Regions from separate parts of the Zea mays genome. Here region 2 is linked to region 1. Evidence: chromatin contacts called from public Hi-C data. All regions are on one chromosome and are shown on one strand. The core of a region is the stretch at or near the end of the contact, and the rest is flanking DNA. Distances in the headings are between cores, read along the strand shown. Region 1 holds the start of LOC103640618 (Core-2/I-branching beta-16-N-acetylglucosaminyltransferase family protein). Region 2 has its middle 63 kb from the start of LOC100383747.

What was found. A called contact is a pair of places that touch in the nucleus more often than the background predicts.
Region 2: a Hi-C map of tassel shows a contact between it and region 1, with 3 times the contacts expected there. The contact joins the enhancer-like site here to the promoter of LOC103640618 in region 1. A contact is called at or near these places in 2 of 25 Hi-C or Micro-C datasets (ear and tassel).

Annotation. Positions count from the first base shown.
Region 1 is chr1:179,121,977-179,124,676 of Zm-B73-REFERENCE-NAM-5.0, reverse strand. It overlaps LOC103640618 (Core-2/I-branching beta-16-N-acetylglucosaminyltransferase family protein), which reads left to right and starts at 1,447. Exons shown (of 1, transcript XM_008664034.3): 1 at 1,447-2,700. The coding sequence starts at 1,834.
Region 2 is chr1:179,501,916-179,504,615 of Zm-B73-REFERENCE-NAM-5.0, reverse strand. No RefSeq gene overlaps it. Among protein-coding and RNA genes, the nearest start is that of LOC100383747, 63 kb to the left of the region's middle. Within about 2 kb of position 1,310, at least 10 of the 20 cell types and tissues checked have an H3K27ac peak or open chromatin away from gene starts, as enhancers often do. A contact at or near this core is called in ear and tassel, where this site is marked.

The DNA.
Region 1 (2,700 bases), core at 198-2,697:
TGATTTGGATGTGATATGTATGGTGGTGGGGCCGCACGCGGGCGTGGGTCCTAGGGGAGGGAGTCGACTAGAGCTTCCTATAACTATTTAAATCACTGGGCTCCAAATAACCATATATATATATAATCCATTGCGGGTACATAGATTTGCAGGTATGGTATAACATTTTCATACTCATCGGGTTGAGAATCAAACTCGTACCAGTGGGTACAAACTCACACAAAAACCCGCACTCTATAGGGTTTTTACCTGCGAGCATGTGGGGTAAAATATGCTCGTTGCCATCCCTATTCTAGGTATATGATGTAGGGCGGACGAAGCTGATCTGTCGTTGAAGCAGTACAAAACGAAGGACAGGTGAAACTAGCCTTCGGGACAGAAGCTTCGTCTGTAAAAGTGTGTAGCGAAAGTGCGGACTGAAAATCACCAACTTTGATGTGAGGTATGCTTCGAGTACGAAGTCTTAAAGACAAAGAAGATGAAGTCTTGAGCGGCAAGAACGAAAAAATAAAAGAAAGTGTTGACCTTATGTCATCGATAGATGAACATATAATATATGAAACCGTTTATCTCTCCTATAAATAGATGAACGGTATCATGTATAAATTCACTTTTTTGGGGAGTCTTAGATTCGTTTTGCTTAGCCTTCGGAGGTGAAGATATGTATGTAACTTCATTTGATACGAAGGAAGAAAGAAAGAATAAAAATGTTAAGGTATACGAGATGAGTCATGTACTTTATCACTTATTTTCATAACATATAATGTTACTTCGTTCATATTTCTTTTTATAAGAACCTTCGTCCATCTGTTCTAATGTTTATAACTTGTGTTGCCTTGTTTTCTTATGACATGTAGCAATCGAAAATTGACGTGAAGCAAGCCAGGATGGACGTGTGGGTTTTAGGATGAAAACGATAATCCGAACTGTTAGAACAAATTTAATATTTTAAAATAGATATGCATAAAATTTAATGTTGATCTTTTCTTATATTATCAAGCACATTAATACACATATGAATAAAATATTACACAAATTGTTTTATGTATTATTTGCTCCCTACAACACGAAACGTTGAAAAAATTACCGAATTTATTTCCGAATCCATACCGAAGTTTATATCTATTATTTGAGAAAATATAGGATGAATTTGAGGTTTACCTTTTATGAATCTTTACAAGCTGGATGTTAAAAACAAGAATACAAATTTGTATTGTAGATTATATGTCCTATTTATTCGCAATCAAAGAAAAACGACTAAAAAACTGATTACCGAATAAATACCGTTTCCGACCGTTTTCATCCCTACTGGGTTTTGCCATGACAAGCATGAAGCATCATCAGCAACCGCCCCCCCCCCCCCCCCCCCCCCCCCCCCCCCCCCCCCCGCGGCGCCTGATGACTTGGTTTTAATGGGCGCGTAAAAGTTCACGCCCAGCCGCGGCCTCGCCTGGGCTGCAGGTCCATCCGGGTCCGATGCAGCACGCGCCACCCCACCCTTCGTCTCCAGTCTCCACTCGACCACTCCTACCTCCGCTTTCCTCCCCCCTCCGTTTCTTGACCCATGCATGCCCGCGTTCTCCGCCGCCGACGTGCCATAAACACGCTTGGTTGGAATTGGATCACCTGTAATCGTGCTTGCCACCTATAAATGCCTTCCATAAACCGGCTATGCTCAGCCCTATAAGTATATTATACTGTAATAATGACGGTAGCTCACAGCAATTCACTTCCCCATTTGCGCCAAATTTCCTCCTCGTCGTTCCTTCATCACCCCTCCTGGCCTGACCGCCTGAGCTGAGCCAGAGGCCTCGGTCGGCCGCAAGGCCGACGATGCCGCCGCCGTACATGCTTCTGCTCTTCGTCCCGGCCGTCTTCGTCTTCTTCCTGGAGCCGCGCCTCGTCCCGCCCCGCACGCTCCCGGCGATCCCGGACGCCGACGAGGCGGAGGACCTGGCGCTGTTCCGCCGCGCCGTGCTCCTCTCCTCCTCCTCCTCCTCCTCCGCCCACCGGCAAACGAAGCAGAAGGTGGCGTTCCTGTTCCTGACCAACTCGGGCCTCGCCTTCGCGCCGCTCTGGGAGAAGTACTTCGCGGGGAACCACGGCCTGCTCAACATCTACGTCCACGCGGACCCATCCACCCCGCTCAGCCTCCCGCCCTCCGCGCGCTCCTTCCACGGCCGCGTGGTGCGGGGCAGCAAGGCCACGCAGCGGGCCTCCGCCACGCTCATCTCCGCCGCGCGCCGCCTCATCGCCGCCGCGCTGCTCGACGACCCGGCCAACCGCTTCTTCGCGCTGCTATCCCAGTCCTGCGTCCCGCTACGCCCTTTTCCCGCCCTCCACCGCGCGCTCGCCGCCGACCCCAATCACCGCAGCTTCATCGAGGTCCTCGGCGCCGCGCCCACGCTGCGCGACCGGTACAGCGCGCGCGGCGACGGCGCCATGGTCCCCGAGGTTCCGTTCGAGAGCTTCCGCGTCGGGTCCCAGTTCTTCGTGCTCGCCAGACGGCACGCCGTGGCGGTGGTCGGGGACAGGCGGCTGTGGGGCAAGTTCCGGCTGCCCTGCCTCGTCGAGAGGCGGCGCTCGTGCTACCCGGAGGAGCACTACTTCCCGACGCTGCTGGACATGCTGGACCCCGCCGGGTGCGCCGGGTTCTCGCTCACCAGCGTCAACTGGACCGGCTCCTTCGACGGCCACCCG
Region 2 (2,700 bases), core at 61-2,560, 380 kb before region 1:
CGACCATACAACGTTCGCGTGCAGCACGACAGAACCAACGGTGGCTTCATACCGTGATGAACCGTTGAGCTTTGGAGTACACTTAATGCGCCTCGCAATTTCCCCATCCTCAGTAAAGGCAGCAAAAGTTAGCAGCAGCTCCTCCTTCACATCCCTTCAACACTCGCCCGTTCCGTGCCTGGAATCTCTAAGACTCCTTTAGGCTTTGTTCGTTTGTGCCGGATTGGTGGGTCGGAACGATTTCTAACCGGATTGCTTCTCTAATTTATATAAACATTAATTAGGGCTTGTTCGGTTATTGATATTACATGTGTATTGGAGTGTATTGAGTGGGATTGGGATGAATTTTGACTTGTTATGGATTTAAACCGGCTCAATCCCAGCCAATACATGTGGATTATCACCAAAACGAACAAGCCCTTAGGTGACGTTCGGTTTTCACGGAATGGAGGGCTAGAACAATTCCTAGCTGGTTTTCTTCTCTAAATTATATAAGTTTTGATTAGCTGGAACAATTCCAAGTCCATTCCTGAACAAACGAACAAGCCCTTAGCTGGAACGATTCCGGGTGCAATCCAATATAAACGAACAAGGCCTTACTGAGCTCTCTGTCCTGCTGCTTCTCATCACCTTTGATAATCAGATTAGTCTCAACATACGAACTACTTATCAATGCAAGTCCTTGTTTTGGGCCGGTCAAGTTAAGTGAGATTCATCCTACACAAATGATTACAGCATGCTTAGTTAGGATAAATGGCTCTGCAATCCAACTAGAATAAAATAGCAGCCACAATTAGCATAAGATGTTGCTAAGAAGAAACAGTACGTGAATGTTCCAATGCTATAATACTATACTACTGTAGGTCTCTCGTAAGGGTAGTTTTATCATCAGAGTGATCAGAAGCTAGATTGCTCTGCTTCCGCAGTGTTATTATGTTTGATGCCGTATCCAAACCACATGACAATATTGCTCTCTCTCCAAGAGAAAAGAAAAGAAACTGGAATGTATTCTCATTAGATAGTATAGTTGGATTCATGTGTAAATTATCTTACCATGCTCCATAAGACAAAAAGGAAAAGTTCCATCAATACTTTCAACACCATACAATGCCTTCGCCCAACAGTTAGACAGAGCAAACGTAGATTAAACGTATGTGTTTAATAAATATAAAAGTATAAGAAACAGAAAAAAAAAACAAGGAAGACAAACAGAAAAAAAAAGAAAATAAGGAATACAGACATCGGACTACTCTTTCCTGGCCCATGCCACTACAGCCCAACACGTGCCCTAAGCTGCTAAGGCCCTACAGCCCTCCGCTCCATGGCGCACCACCCCTACTCCGGCTACGTGCTTGATCCTGCACCAAAGGTCGAGCCGAGGGCAAGGGAAATCACACCTAAACAAACCATTTTGCAATCATACCCACGTTTCTCCTCTGTTTTCTTCGTCATCTATGGGTTCAAATGTTCACCTAGCGTTTAATTGAACGTTTAGGGCCTAAATGAGACATTAGGGTCAGTTTCACGCCTCGTGATTAAACGTAAGTTTTTTTTACATTGACACCATAAGGGTTCAGACGAGAAATGAAGACGCATAGTCGCATATGAGTATATGACCTAGAACTAGAAGTTGCATTATTCATCTATTAACTAGTCTCTATGTACATGTTAGATGGAAAGATGGGAGTTTTAAAGGAATTACAATATACCTTTGTTTTTCATTTGTTCTCAAATGCTATTAATAAAGAACAATGCAACACAATTGTTAATGGTTGAAGACCTTCGTGCTTCAGAACATTATTTCCTCTCGGATATAATGATCTTCAGACGAAGGTCATGAAGGACACACATTTATCATTTTACAATATAAACATGAATATTCATTTTACAATATAAACATGAATATAAGTAATAAAATGAAATAATACGGAGGAATGAAGATAATATTTGTTATATATTTATGATTCATTTATATTCATTAAACATTAATAAACATTAACAATATTCATATTACAATGGTACCTTCGGCTGCCGGAAGGTGGGAGAGCGAGAACGACGCAAGAGCGATTACAATCCACCGTGAACAGTACGGGGTACTATTCATTTATTTATATGCACGGGACGAGTCCGGGTAAAATTACATTCATGCCCTTGAACATTTGTTTACAAGTAACTAAAACTAATAAGGTCCATCTAGTCTTTTTTCCTTCTCTGCTTGGTCTGGGCTGAAGCCATTGAGTTTCGGCATTCTGTATTGTCGCCTCTACACAGAGTCTTCATCTTAAGGGGACATACCTTGCGTTGGTTGCCACAACAAACCATCATGTGAATCAAAATGGTGCAAGTAATCTTTGAAAGGGAAATGTGCCTTTGCGCCATTTCTATAAATGTTTTGGTGATTAGATGACCAACACAAACTACTTTAGTTCATAAGTGCTAAGTGGTTGAAAGATGCATATCAAAGAATCAAGGTATGTCCCCGGCCTTAGTAAATTGTTTTTTGGATACTAACATATTATCTAAGTGGTAGGAATCTTGTTAATTCAACTGAGATTGGATTGGAGAAGTCTGGCTAAAAGTAGCCAAAGATGCACCAGCCTGTGGTGCACCGGACAGTGTCCGGTGCCCAGGCTGGCTCGGCGACGAACTCGTCGCTCTCGTGAATTCGTCGAGGGTGCTGCGGCTATAATTCACCGGACT